2 separate regions of the Mus musculus genome follow, and region 2 is linked to region 1. The links are chromatin contacts, called in public promoter capture Hi-C maps. All regions are on one chromosome and are shown on one strand. The core of a region is the stretch at or near the end of the contact, and the rest is flanking DNA. Distances in the headings are between cores, read along the strand shown. Region 1 holds the start of Sccpdh (saccharopine dehydrogenase (putative)). Region 2 holds the start of Capn8 (calpain 8).

Region 1 (7,690 bases), core at 1,536-4,035:
GGCCAGTACTGGCTTCTTCTTGGAACTCTCTTTTTCAGTGAATTAAAACAAGTACCATATAACACAGGGGACCTCAGCATTGTTTGGCACCACCGACACTATATCCTGGGACGAGTGTCTTCTCTTGCTTATTCTGCCTAGAGTTAGATCAGTTCCTCTCCTCATTTACCACATACACATCGATTAAGCCATCAGTCCCAAATTAGGGATAGCAATGAAGTTGTCATAGCCATGGATTCATTGATCCTGTTTCAGAGCCTAACACACAGGAGGCTCCCTGAGAATGCTTGCTGGATGGCATTAAATGGCTTTCTAGATGGATACAAATAACACAATTACAAAATTAAATTCAGGAGGAGTTTTATATCTCCAGCATGAGCTAGAAAGATTTTTCTGATGGAGACATCTCCCCAGACACTACGTGCCTGCAGTTTTCATTTGGACCAGCGTGGTGCCAACCATGTTACCAGCTTTGTCTTCCTTTATTTTTACTTTCTGTTACAGTCAGACAATAACCAGCTTTGATGGCTCAGCCATTAAAGGCTAGGCTCACAATCAAAAATATATCTATAGCACACTATAGCTTTGATGTTGAATGTCCACTACAGGCCCACGTAGTAGGCATGTGTAGAACTTTCAGAATCTTTTTTTTTCTTTATTCCCAGGACAGGGTTTCTTGTACAGCCCTGGCTGTCCTGGAACTCACTCTAAACCAGGCTGGCCTCAAGCTCACAGAGATCTGCTTGCCTCTGGTTCCCGAGTGCTGGGATTATAACCATGTGTCACAAAACAGTCTGGCCTCAGCCTTGGTGTGTGAAGTATCTCTTTTGCGGGTTGGAGTCTTTGTGTTAGGTCTGGACCCTGAGGTTCTGGGAAACTGCAGTTTAGAGGTAGTGGAAGCTTTGGTGGGGGCTAATATGAAGTCCTTAAATCACTGGGGAGATGCCTACAGGGGAGAATGTAGGAGCCATCAGCCCCTTCTACTTTTGTTTCATGGCCATGAAAAGAGTAGTTTGTGGGGGCTGGAGAGATGGCTCAGTGGTTAAGGGCTACTGGTTGTTCTTCCAAAGGACCCAGGTTCAATTCCCAGCACCCACATGGCAGCTCACAACTGTCTGTAACTCCAGCACCTGATCCTCTCACACCAATGCACATAAGAGTAATTTTCTCTGCCTTGAAGTCCAGTCACCGGCATCCAGAAAGACTACCAGAGGCCCAGAGACCCAAAGCAACAGGCACATCTGACTAAAGACTGAAAATACACAAACTGCAAACCTAAGCAAACTTCTTCTTCTTTGCAAGTTAATTTATCAGATATTTTCTTTTTGTTTGGTTTTGTGTGTGTGTGTTTTGCCTGTGTGTACTTCTGTGCATCATGTAAGTACCCGGTACCAGAGGAAGCCAGAAGAGAGTACCAGATCCCCTGGAACTGGAGTTACAGAAGGCTGTAAGTTGCCTTGTGGGTGCTAGGAATCGAACCTGAGTTCTCTGGAAGAGCATCTAGTGTGCTTAACTGTGGAGCCATCTCTTCATTCCCCAAGAATTTCTTGATCGTGAGAGAAAACCAACTAGAGCATTAAAAACAAAACAAAACAAAACAACAACAACAAAAAACAGCAGGGGAAGCTGGTCCAGTGCTCAGGAGGCAGAGGCTGGTGGATCTGAGCTGGAGGCTGGCCTAGTCTACCAAGAGAGTCCCAGGACAGCCACCAGAGTTAACAAAGAGAAACACTGTCTCAAAAAAACAAAAGAAAAGGAGTGGGGTGGGAAGTGGGGTGGAAGGCTTGTAATTCAAAGACTCAGGAGACTGACACTGGAGGACCCAGATTCTGAGGCCACAGAGAAGCTGTCTGGAAACAAAAGCAACAACAAAACTTTAAGCAAGCTTAAGACAAAGGAAAACAAACAAACAAACAACGCTCAACAATAATCAGCAATTTGGGCAGCCCTGAAAACCAGAGCTGGGTCTAAGAAATCCAGAACGGAATTCAAGTCAAGTGATATTTACAGAAAAAAAAAAAAAAAATCACTAAGGCAAATGAGAGGCTTCATGGGATAGTGGTCATCTAAATACCCTGGCCTAGCTGCTGTACCCACCCCCATGGACATTCTGCTTTCTACAATAAGTCTCAACGAACACGATTAGGTTTGGTCTGTAGCAGCTCCGAGAATAGCTCAGTAGGCACAAGTGCTTACTGCTGATCCTGACATTTGATCCCTAGACTAGTTGTCCCCTGGCTCCTGTGGCACGGGCGTGTGCACAGACAAGACATACAGACGCATAAACAAACTTAAAAATAATTTAAAAAATTTTTTTAAAGGAAGCCTAGCCCAAAGCAATGGTCTCTGACACCATCAGAAAGGCTGGATGACAGACAGTCAGTCCAATGCTCTCAGCTCGGGTCACCAGCGTTCCTTATTGCTAATAAGCTTCTCCTCCGCCACCGACTTCCAAGCTCCAGTTCTCGGCGTGGGCGACCCCCCGGCCGTCTCTTTTCGCAATCCCCCCAGAGAAGCGGGAAGAACCGGCCCGCCCTGGTTCTGCTTCAGGGGAACCAAGAGGACGCGATGATTCGGGTGGCCAGATTGATGCGGGTAGCCGGGCGGCGGGCAGCAATGGGCCGTCGGCCGCTCCTGTCAGCCACCGAAGCGGACGTGCAGCCCGAGCCGGATGTGGCGGCGCGGCACCGGCCGGTGGCCCGGGATGCGGCGCAGCAGCTTGGTCGCGAGGAGGCGTGGGCGTGGCTGTGGGCGTGGCCCGCGCGTGGGCCGAAGGGAGCCGGGCGCTGTAGCCGCGCCGACGGCGGCCAGGACAGCGGCGGTTGCTGCGCCCGGTACTGGGGTCCCGGCCTGAGGCGCAGGCGCGGTGGACTCAGCCCGCCCCGGGCTGCAGCTCGCTGTGGACTCGTCATGGCGACGGAGCAGAGGCCTTTCCACCTGGTGGTGTTCGGCGCCTCTGGCTTCACCGGCCAGTTCGTGACGGAGGAGGTGGCCCGGGAGCAGATAGCCTCGGAGCAGAGCTCCCGCCTGCCCTGGGCCGTGGCGGGTCGCTCCAAGGAGAAGCTGCAGCAAGTGCTGGAGAAGGCTGCCCAGAAACTGGGTAACACGGCGGGGTCGCCGGGGTGGGCAGGGCCGGGCCGGGCTGGGCGCAGGTCGCCGAGGGGCGTCTCCCTAGCGTGCGCCTGCATCGAGCCCTGCGGGAGGACCGGACGCCTCGCCTGGCCGAGCCGGGCCGGGCCTTGTTCCGCTCCTAAATTAAAGGAAAAAAAGAAGAAAAGGCTTTTCTCTCCCTCCCAATTTGGGGATCTCCACTGTCGAGAGAGAGTTCAGAACTTCAGTGGCTCCTCTGTCCATCTCTGTTGTTCTGATGGGTTTGAAGGGTTCTTGTACTTGTGGGAAAGGGAAATAAGACACGGATTTCTTGGAGGTCCATTGTAGTTTGTCTCTTGGGGACAATTAAGAAAGCTGAGTTGTACTAGCAATATTATAGTGCACCTATTTTTGTGGCTTGGTGATACGGATTTAGCTCAGCACTTCTGAACGTGGTAAGCATATACACCGTGCTTCTGAGTTACCCCGCTAGCTGCTTGCTTTTTTGTGTGTGTGTGTTTTTCTGGTTTTCAGTTTGTGTTTTTGCTTGTCGAAATCCGCCTGCAGTTCTCACTTTAATTGCTTGAGGCAGTGTGGGCTGACCTGGACATACTGATGCCCTTGCCTCTTCGCACCCCCACCCTCCACTCCAGTCGTCTTATTCTTAATAAAAATGTGGGAATTTTTTTTTTCTTTTTAAGTTTTGGATGTTTACTTATTCTTTCAGCTTCTAGTCAACATGTTGATTGAGTAGTATTTTCCATGCTAGGCCTTGTCCTAAGTGTTGTGATGCACACATGGGAGTGAGGAGGGACACGTGGGTGCTCTTGCGTGTACACACACACACACACACACACACCCAACCTTTTTGCTTTGGGGAAGCACCCGACTTAGAACCCCATAGCCTTGGAGTTTGGCAACTAAATCTCCACCCAGGACAAGTCATACTTGTTCTTCATTCTTTCTATTCAGTTTTATGGTTCCACACTGAGCCTTGTCAGGGCAAGGGAACACAGCCTTTTGTTTTGTGCTGCCATTGCTAACACACAGAACCTTGACAGAGAAGTTTTGGACATTTATTGTTTTCTGGAAAACAGGCCATTATTAAAATACATTGTTCCTTTTATTTTCCCTCAGTGAGAGTATAGCAGTGGTTCTCAGAGACCTGTGGATTGCAGACCCCTTGAAGGTCGAATGACTGTTTCATAGGGGTTGTCTAAGATCATCGGAAAACACAGATGCTTAGATTATGATTGACAACAGTAACAAAATTACAGCTATACATTAGTAACGAAAATAATTTTTATGGTTGGGGTCACTACAACATGAGGAACTGGATTAAAGGGTCACAGCACTAGGAAGGCAGAGAACCACTGCTGTATAATTATAACCTAATTCCTTACCATCTACATTGCCCAAATTAGGCAGCTTTGCAGAGAGTGCCTTAATCAGTGGAGACTTGCATGGCTCTATTGGGTCAATTAGTTCCAGTTATTTCCTTATAAGCTTGGATGATTTTATATAGGCTGGACTACTTAAAAATGAAATCACGGGTCTGGCGAGGTGTCCCAGCAGTTAGAACATGTACTGCTCTTGCTGAGGATCCCAGCAGCTGCATTGGGTGACTGACAGCCCCATGGAACTCCAGCTTGAGGGAATATCTGCTACCTCTGGTCTCCTTGGGCACCTGCACTGACGTGCGTATGTGCACACACACAATTTAGTAAAATAATTCTTTAAAACTACTAAAAAGTGCATTGGCCTCCAAGTCCTCTTTAATTCTCATGGTGCCGAGTGCTGACGGCCTCGGCCTCCTCTCTATAATTGGGTCAGATATAGTTGTTTAGGAGCTGTTTTTGTAATAGAGACATCTTGATGGAAAGGAAGTCAGAACAGGCATCTACTCAGCATATTAACAGATTATAAAGGTTTCATGGTTGAAAGTCTTCAGTGTAAGGTTGCCATCACTGACCACTATAGGCAGGTGATCTAGGAGGTCTCACGTTGACTTGGACTTGAATGACGTGATTCTGTTTTTTAACGTTAGGAAGACCATCACTATCATCTGAAGTTGGAGTCATAATCTGTGATATCAGTAATCCAGCCTCACTTGATGAAATGGCTAAACAGGCAAAGCTTGTCCTCAACTGCGTAGGACCGGTAAGTAGTCGGCCTTTCTTTGTATCAGAACAAACAGTCCATTCATTCCTAACAAAATCTGGTATTTTACAGTCCAGAGGGACACACGGGTGGAGGGCAGATGGCAGATTGAAGGCCTTCCCTCCACAGGGAAGTCTTTCCATTGATATGATAGTCTTCCAAAGTAGTGACAGGTCTTTGAGACCCTATTCAGAGAATGTGCTGATTGGCACCCCTTACCCTGTGTCCCCCTCTCTAATGTAAAAATAAAATAAAAGTTTGATGAGCTAGAAAGATGGTTCAGTGGGTAAAGGCATTTGCCCTGCAACCCGACAAGTTTTGTTCAGTCTCTCAGACCCATACAGTGGAAGGGGAGAACTGGTCCCCAAAAGGTGTCCTGTGATCTGTACCCTTGCACCTTAGCATGGGTACATGCATGCATGTGTGTGTGTACACTCCCATACACAGTAAATACATGTCATTTGACATTTTTAAACGTTTGCATTTACAGTCCCAGCTTCTTTGCTTTACTCTTGTATCATTATGTAGATATTTTAAAGGATAGAAGAGGTAGAAGCTAAAAGCAAACTTATTTATTCATTTATTGTAAAGTGCATTATTCTGGGCAAGTGGGACAATCATAAACAGAAAATTATGTATGGAGTTTACATTTTTGTGGGGTATATAGAAATATAATAAGTTAAATACATGAAGCAGAACAGATATAGGTATTTGCATACCAGTCTCTCTCTCTCCCCTCTTTCCTCTTCCCTCTCCTCTCTCTTCTCTCTCCTCTCTCCTCTCTCCCCTCTTTCCTCTTCCCTCTCCTCTCTCTCCCCTCTCCCCTCTCCCCTCTCCCCTCTCCCCTCTCCCCTCTCCCCTCTCCCCTCTCCCCTCTCCCCTCTCCCCTCTCCCCTCTCCCCTCTCCCCTCTCCCCTCTCCCCTCTCTCCTCTCTCCCTTCTCCCTCTCTTCTCTCCCCTCTCCCTCTCTCCTCTCCCTCTCCCTCTCCCTCTCCCTCTCTCCTCTCCCTCTCCCTCTCCCTCTCCCTCTCCCTCTCCCTCTCCCTCTCCCTCTCCCTCTCCCTCTCCCTCTACCTCTACCTCTACCTCTACCTCTACCTCTACCTCTACCTCTCCCTCTCTCCTCTCCATGTAGCTCTGGCTGTTCAAAACTCCCTCTACAGACCAGGCTGGTCTTGAACTCAGAGATCCACCTGCCTCTGCCTCCTGAGTGCTGGGATTAAGGGAATGTTCCACCAGCTCTCATACTCTCTCAAAGTATTTCTAAGGAATTGACATTGAACAGAGGTCAGAATAAAGGGAGAGAGTAAACTGTATGATTGTTGAAACTGTTCTGTGGAGAGTAGGTGCAAAGGTTCTAGGTGAGACTGTGCTTGGCGAGACTGAAGATGGAGAAGATAGTGAGGCTGAGGCTGGTAGCCTGGCAGAGATAGGAGGGATGGTGAAATATTCAGGAGGTAGAGTGCGTGGAGTCTTACAGGCTGGGGTTAAGATCTGGGTTTCTTTTAAATGTAATCAAGTGACTTTGGAGATCTGCTTTCATCTCTAAGTTATTCAGCTTCTGAGATGAAAAGTAGCTAATATGCTATTAGCAGGATGGCCCAGACCAGACACACATTAAGGCTGTAGTGGAGGTGGTTAAAGTGGTGGGGTCATCTGGATGTGGCAGCTCCCGCTAGCAGTCCAGAGCCTTGGAGGCCAGAGCTGCCTCTTCTCAAGCTAACAAGACCCTGTCTTAAAAAAAAAATGGTTGCGCTCAAAGTGTAGTTTAGTGTTTTAAAAGGAAACAGCCCTTGCCCTTATATTGGATATTGGGTATGAAAGGCCCCTTCCAAACTTTGACCTGTAGCAAGATGACTGACTGTTGATTCTATTTACTGATCCGAAAAAGCCATCATAATTGGCAATATGTTGGAGAACTAAACATCTAAAATGTTAACCTCTGTATTCTCATTGTTAGCTAGCTCTGATATCGATCAGGCTGAGATTCAAGCAAGTTTCTATCTTGTTATAATCACTGTAAGACTTAGTCCTTCCTTGCTCAATATTCTAGAAAAATCCAACCCTGTTCCAGGCTGTCACTGAATGTGAGCCTGCCTGCGCCAGCTGGCCTTACATCAGATTACACAGTTAGAAGCACTGTGCTGGGTCTGCGTGCACCCCAGACCTGTTTCCCCTTGGGGGTTCTAGTCTACTCTGAAGCAGAGGTTTCACAGCCTTTCCCTTTGCACTCTGGCTCACTCCCTCACTCTACCTGATTACTTTCCCTCTCTCTCTCCCTCCCTCCCTCTCCCCTCTCTTCCTCCCTTCCTCTCCCCCTTCCTCCCTTTCATTCCCCTCCGTGCCTTTCTCCCTCCCTCCCTCCCTTTCTTTCTCCCTTCCCTTTTTCTTTGAAAGGATATTGCTTGCTGCCCAGCCTAGCCTCAGACTTGCAGTCTCT
Region 2 (7,690 bases), core at 1,503-4,002, 2.9 Mb after region 1:
TCCCTGTAGCCAAGGAGGGTTTGCCTGTGGGTGAGGCTCAGGGGCCGGCTATTTGCCAAGAGGTGCTTTTATTAAGTAGGAGCTGCCAGGCAGGTGTCTGCACAGACTCCTTGCCTCTGTAATGGATCCCGAGGCTTCCTGGCAGGGAGCTGTCTCTGGCTCTTGCAGCTGTCTCAGGTTTAAAGTTGGGAAGACATCTGTCCAGATGGACAGAGACTGTGGGTACAGGTTGCTTCCTCTTTGGTGCCTGGCTGGATAACAGGTAGACATGTCGGCTCGAGAGGGGCTGCTGTGCCGGGCCTCCCTGAACCATTTACCTTTTTTTTTTTTTTTTTTTTTTTTCGTGACTGGGCAAATGAGGGCTCTATTTGCAGCGGCTCAGACCTGCCTGCCTGATGAGGAAGGGCTTCTTGGTATAGCATCTGGATCGGGAATGAGGCAATTTAGGAAGGGGTGGGGGGGGTGGTGGGAAGGAAGGATAGATGGCTAACCCCAGAGGAGCTCCCTCGTGGGGAAGTAGAATTACCAGCTGTGCAGCTTCTGTGCTTGGAAGAGGAAGGGCTTGCTCTTTTTTTTTTTTTTTTTTTTTTTGTCAGTCTGAGAGGGGGGCGGTGCTTCAGGGAAGCATAGGGAAGAAACACAGAGGAAAAACAAACGCTCCCATGAGTTCTTTATTAACTAACCAGTGACCCTGTCTGGGGCTACCAGGTCTGTAACATCCTGGGTCTATCTATTTATCTACTGGAAATCTATCTACTGGAAATCTAGATATGCGGTTGTTTCTTCATATAACAAATATTTACTGTGTTTCTGGGAGAGTCCTAGGAGCCGGGGACTGAGTGGCAAATAAAACTGGTCCCGATAAGTGTCCTTGTGGGACACAAAGCCTGATGGGGCCGAGAGGCTTTAACTCACTGAGGACAGGAGTCCGTGCTGGGCGAGGCTTTGCGTACTCATCTGATAGTGTGAAAGGAGGGAGGGGCTAAATTTGAGGGGTGGCCTTGGGGAAAAACTTCCGGGGCACAGGTCTGAAGGATGATCAGAGAGCAGAGCAGAAGAGTATTGCAGTTTGGCAGGAACAGCGCCTGCAAAGCCCTGAAGTGGGACAAACACGACATCCCCTAAACAGAAATCAATGCTCCATGGAGGAAGGAGAGACACGGGAACAGGTGGCAAAGTCAGCAGGACGGGTGTGCTCCGGCTCCCACTAGCCACGCAGAAGCCCGGCGTTCCTCTTAGCTTGCTGGGGATGGCCAGAAAACTGTGTTCAGAGCAACCACTGGTTCCTGTGACTCAGCACGAATCTCAGTTAACTAGGCAATAGGGTCAGGAATAAAAATGCCTCCTCCACCCAAATTAGGGCTTCAAGGCTTCTAGGATCTTCAGTGTTCCAGGCAACGTCAGGGGATGGGGTGGAGCTGGGGTTCTGGTTTAGAGGAAGGGTAGGTCAGCCTTGTGCAGGGTGGAAACTTAGCTGTGAACCCTCAGTGAGCCCAACACTGAGCGAGTGTTAACGCAAATAGAGGCGTTGAGGGAGTAATGGGGGCTCCTGAGGCACGGAGGAGCCAAAGCTTTCGTATAACTGCCTCCTGTCCTGGAAGGTCATGCTGACCTTGTATTTCTGGTGAATCACGGGAAACCCTGCTTTTGTCTGTTTCATGTCTGGCAGGTAAACATGCTCTCTCAGAAGCACCAAGCTCAGGGCTGAACACGTGGATGACCCTCAGCGGGAAGACCGGCAGCCTCAGAGGCTGTCTGGTTCAGAGACCAGTGTGAACCCGCTTTAGAATCATCTGCAGGTGAATGGTCTAAAGACTCTGATATGGGTCCTAGAGACTTAGCTCAGAACTGCTGAATCATGATTATTTTATATTCTGTTTTATTTCATTTTAGAGACAGGGTCTCACGTAACCCAGGTTGGATTTGAACTCACCATTTAGCCCACAGTGACCTCAGACTCCTTATTCTCTGGTCTCTACCTCTGAATGTAGATTGTCCTGCTTGTGCGGCAAGCCCTCGTATCCACTGAGGCATCTTACAGCCAGCCCCCAGAACACTCTTTGAGATGGTGGCGATTAATGCAGGTTACTAGGGAGACTGTGTTGTGGGTAAGTAGTTCAGAGAATTCTTGTCACACTGTACTGGCTGCCTGTGTCTTCTGTAACAAACGAACACAAGTGACTGAAAAGAGCAGAAGTTGGAGATGGAGCAATGGCTTAGGGTTTGAGAGAGCACTGGCTGTTCTTGCAAAGATCTGCGTTGGACTCCTAACACCCACATGGAAGCTAACAGTTGTCTGGAACTCCAGTTCTGGGGACTCTGGTGCCCTCTTCTGGCCTCCAAGGACAGATCACTTATGTAGTGCACAGGTGTACATGCAGGCAAGGCACCATGCTCGGTAAAAATGAAAGAGCAGAGGGTTAGTCTCTTTCTGTTCTGGGCACCCACAGACCTAAGTCATTTCCACTGGACTAAAACCAAGGCATGAGCAGGGCCTCTCCTTACAGAGTCTCTGGAGGAGAAATCACCCCAGCCTATCCAACTTGGAGACTCCTGATAGCCTCCATTGTGGTGTCCAAATAGTGAACAGCAGGAGAAGGTGGGGCAGAGTTGCCTGCACCTTGGATACATATTTGACTCTGTTTATGACTCATGTCCCTTTGGAACAGGGCCTCCCTCAGGTGCAAAGTTTACAGGCCACACCTCCTTGGGAGCTGCCTTAAAGGGCAGCATCCCCATAGGGCAGATGTCTGAGAGGACACAGAAGCCCTGCTTTCCTGTCACCTACAGGACGCACAGGCAGGCCATGGCAGCCCTGGCAGCTGGAATATCCAAGCAACGTGCAGCTGCTCAGGGCCTTGGCTCTAACCAGAATGCTGTGAAGTATCTGGGCCAGGACTTCGAGACCCTGAGAAAGCAATGCTTGAACTCAGGGGTCCTATTTAAAGACCCGGAATTCCCGGCATGTCCGTCAGCTTTGGGCTACAGGGATCTTGGACCAGGCTCTGCAGAAACTCAAGGCATCATATGGAAGCGACCCACGGTAAGGCAATAGGGAAGTGACCATGGCAAGGCACAATTGAGTGTCACACAGGGTACAGAGTTGTCACATCAGGTCAAGAGTTGAAGTAAGTAACAGTGCAGGGTTCTGTTTTCAGATCCTATAGTTCTGATATCCGCCTTACTTCCTAACATTATTTCTAAGGAAGAACACACACAAGCTTTAGAGCTGGACAAGTCAGACCTCATGAGTGGCTCTGCTGATGTGGCCTTGGCTCTGCTGATGTGGCCTTGAGCGACAGCTCTCTGAGCTTCAGTTTTTCCACCCTAAAAATAGTGCGGCTGGAACCATTGTATTTCAGTGTGGTTAGGAGAATGAGAAATAAATCTCAGGGTGTAATTGTCCTGCGTGTAAGAGACACAGAACACAGGGTACTTAGCACTGCACAGTGCCCCCGGGCCAGCACACAGGGGAACAAACCAAGGTTAGACACAGTCAGCTAGGGGCAAACTGTGATAGCATCGCTGCTGAGGGACATGGGTTACTGAAGGTCATAGAAGGTTCCACCAAGGCTGGAGAGAAGAGAGAGGTGGAGGCCATCCTAAAGTTGGTGGGTGTGGTCACACTGTGGTCTTGATGTACATGTCCCTGATGATAATGGATGCTGTGCTTTCTATATCATGGGTGCATCCTCTAGAGGGACAACTGTTTAAAACCTTTGCTCATTTCTCAATGGTTCTGCTTGCTTTTTTGTTTGACTTTGCACTTTTGAGGATAACCCTTTCTTTACTTTGGGAGCATATATGTGTATATATATATATATATATATATATATATGTGTGTGTGTGTGTGTGTGTGTGTGTGTATATATATATATTGCATCTAATAATCCTGGACATTAAGGTGTTTGCTTCATTTGCTCTTCTGCATCCTGATAGCCCTTTATTTTTACACACATACAAGAGAAAATATGTGATATTTATCTCTGTGAATTGGGTTCACTTCAGGTAAAATGGTGATTTTTTTTTTTTGCTTCTGTCCATTTTCCTATAAATGACATGATTTTCTTCTTTATAGTGAACAATACTGCACACACACATATAGCCCCACATAACTATATATTTTTTTATTTATTCATCTGTGGATAGGTACCCGGTTGACTCCATACCATGGCTATTGTCAGTAGAGCTACAATAAACATGGGTGCACAAGTGTCACTATTGTAGCTGACTGTGATTCTTTTGGATCTACACCCGGGGGGAGTATGACTGCTTCTGCTTGTTCTTATGCTTCTAAGTAGAAGGTCTACCTAGGCTCTTGTCTCAAGGAACGGAAGACACATTTGTCTACGTGAAGGTTGCCAGATCACACTTGGATTCTCAAGATGAACGCTCTGTTGGGAGGTTGAAATCCCTTAGGGTTTTTCTGTTTACATGGGTGAAATGCGGCAACTCTACCCCAGAGACAGCAGCTGGTTGCGCTGATCTCCAGTGCTCTTAGCTCCTTGTCTCACCGTGTGGGCTCAGCATCTATCCCAAGCTCCTGTGATGTATGTAATGCCCCGTGTAAATGGACTTAGCGCAGCCTGGTCAATATTTTTTTTCTTCTGCCAGAAGTATCCTTTCCCTCGACTTGGCAATTGAGCAGCATATTGATCTTAAGGAGAAATACTTAGTCAAGAGCGAAGCCACACCAAGCACATAATAAGGACCCCGGTTAAGAGACACATGGAGGGGTCGAATTGTTGGAAAGTTACTGAATGGAATGCAGTAGGCTCAGTTTGGAGCATCCATTCTTTCTCTAACTGCTACCTCTTGGATTAGTAGCCTTAGGGTTTCCAATTCAGCCATGATTCTCCTGTGCAGGGAGGTGTCTTGGGGAGCTTTAGCTAGTTAAGGAGGGGACAAAGAATAGGCAGACGCTGAGTGATACTGTGGTGGAGAAGAACGTGGGCTTGGATGTTTCACAGTGGTCAGGGTTCTGGTCCCTCATCTATCATCCACTAGCCGAGTGACTGCGGGTAGGTTACCAACTCTCTCTGAGAACCGGTTTCCTCATCCATGAAGTGAGAATCGCAGTCTTACCCACTTCCTTGGGCTCCAAGTGAGTCTGGATGAAAGAATATGTATAACCTAAGAAAACGAGTTGTCTCTAGCTGGCATTCCATGACAGAATGTCCAGAGAGTACCCATTAAATGGATAAAATGCACGGGAGCTCAGCGAGGAATCACTGAAGCTCCACTGTGCAATTAGACAGGAAAATTAGGGAAGAGAGCTGAGTCAGAATTGGTGGAGAAAGAGGGCATGGGTGAGAGCGAAGGTGCTGGGCTATGGAAGGGCGTGCAAGCAAGATGTTCAGAGAGGGCAGTGGTCCAGGGTCCTTAGAGCAGATAAGACATGGTGGGCAACAGGCGAAGCCTAGAAGCATTCAGTGGACCAGGTCTTATCTCCCTGTGGGTTGTGGGACTGGGGACTTTCTGTGACTCTTGTAGGGTCCATGTAACATCCGGGTCATGGCTTTTTTTTTTTTCCTGAATGGTTTTGCCAGCATTCTCTCTTCTTACTCAAACCTAAGATTGTAGCAGAGCTTAGTAGACATTGAATATGAGTGTCTTTAGCTTCTGTCACGTGAACGGTGTGATGGAATTGAGCAGACAGGGCAGAGAGCCACTTTGGAAGCAACAGCATCATCTATGGTTATTAGTTGAGTTTGATTGATTTCCCCAATACCTTGCTCATGAGGATACAAGGGACGTGAAATGATGTATGAAATGGAACCAGAACAGAGGTTGAGGACCAAGCCCAGGGTCCCTGGGTTCCTAGAGTGAGAAAACATGAGTCTGCAGGGGAGACCGAGACAGCGTATTGAGAGACATGAAACTCAAGAGCTAAGAAGACACACACCACAGAGGAAGGCTTTTTGAGGGAGAGCAAGCCAACGGCAGCAAATGTTAAGGAGCCCCCAGTGAGATGGGTTAGAAGATGCTCAGTCTGGGGCTACTGGTGACATAGGAGATCAGTTTTAAGGAGTTGTGAAGAAGGTAGATTTCATGGGACTGATGGATGAATGAATTAAAATATTTTTATTAATTATTAAAGATTTTTAGATATGCTTGAATGGCTGTTGATCATATTCACCCCAACCCTTCCAACTTCTTCCAGACCCCACCCCTCCACCTTCCCACCCTGTCCCTACTTCATGAGTCCCTGAGGGTCTGACCCTGTCTAGAAGACATTGCTTTGCTCTGTTCATCCCAACCTCTGGCTCATACAGTCCTCTGACCCCTCTTCTGAGATGGCCCCAGAGTCTTGAGGGGAGGACGTGGGACACGGTTGTTCCATTTGTGGCTGAGCACTTGAGTGACACTCAGTTTCTGCATTCTGAACCACCACTTGCTGTAAGATTGGTGGTACAGACATACACATTTAGAGCAGTTTGGTACTATGTCCATTTAGCAGAATAACAGTAGGGGGGGATTTTTAAAAAACAGAATTGTTTAAGGAAGGAGACTCGTTCAAAACCCCATTCAATGTGCTTTCTTCCTTCTGTCTCGAAGTTACTTCCTTCTTTATACAAGCGACATTTAAATTAAAAAATTTTCCAATCTGCTACTTTTTAGCTAGCCTTTTCAAACTCCCCCACCTTTTAGTTGTCAGGAAATAATGGTCCAGAGGATGGGAGCTCATGAGCACCTGAGAGCAGCACTGTAGCTATGGCTTTTATATTTAATGGAGTGTGTGTGTGTGTGTGTGTGTGTGTGTGTGTTGTGTATGTGTTGTGTGTGTGTGCTGTGTATGAATGAGTGTGGTATGTGTGTGGTGTGGTGTGTATGAGCATGCTGTGTGTGGTGTGTGTAAGTATATGTGTGTGTGCTGTGGTAGGTAGTGTGTGTTGTGCTATGTATTATGTATGTTGTGGTGTGTGTTATATGTATGTACTGTATGTGGTGTGTATGTATGTGTGTGTTCTGTGTATAGTATGCATATGTGTATGTGCGTGTTGTGGTATGTGCTGTGTGTTGTGGTATGTGTTGTATGTGTGTTGTGATGTGTTTTGTGTGTGGTGTGGTGTGTGTATGTGTGTTATATGTATGTGCTGTATGTGGTGGGTATATGTGTGTGTTCTGTTGTATGTGTATTATGTTGTATAGTTGTGTATGTATTGTATGTATGTGGGGTGTATGTGTGTGTGTGTACCAATGTCCACACATGCTGTGTGTTGTGTATATGTGGTGTATATGTATGTTGTATATGTATTATGTTGTATAGTGTGTGGTGTGTGTATTGTATGTATGTATGTGGGGTGTGTGTGTGTGTGTGTGTGTGTGTGTGTGTGTGTACCAATGTACTATCATGTGTGAAAACAGAGGGAGGTTCTCCTCTTCCCCCAAATGAGTCCTCAGGAATTAAACTCAGGTTGTCTGTCAGGCTTGGTGGCAGTTACCTGTACCCGCTGAGCCATCTCTCTGACCCATCACACCCTTCTTTCATTTGCCACCAGAGACTGCCAAAGATTGAAACAAAATAGAGCAGAAATTAAATCTCCCTCACTGGAAGGCTGGCTGAGTGATTCATGGTACTTTTAATGCAACTGTAAAATTCTCTTTGTTCTAATAAAAGATGTAAAGGTGCCTGTGATCACACAGACTCAAATGCACTCGAGAGCACACACACACACACAGTGGGGGG

The links. Promoter capture Hi-C pulls out the DNA fragments that hold promoters and counts their contacts.
Region 2: a promoter capture Hi-C map of liver shows a contact between it and region 1, with 2.2 times the contacts expected there. The contact joins the promoter of Capn8 here to the promoter of Sccpdh in region 1.

Annotation. Positions count from the first base shown.
Region 1 is chr1:179,665,446-179,673,135 of GRCm38.p6, forward strand. Sccpdh (saccharopine dehydrogenase (putative)) reads left to right here and starts at 2,786. Exons shown (of 12, transcript NM_178653.3): 1 at 2,786-3,100; 2 at 5,138-5,250. The coding sequence starts at 2,911.
Region 2 is chr1:182,562,255-182,569,944 of GRCm38.p6, forward strand. Capn8 (calpain 8) reads left to right here and starts at 2,753. Exons shown (of 21, transcript NM_130890.2): 1 at 2,753-3,043. The coding sequence starts at 2,807. It overlaps Gm46248 (a long non-coding RNA gene), which reads left to right. Exons shown (of 4, transcript XR_001779884.1): 3 at 1,670-1,799; 4 at 1,894-2,227.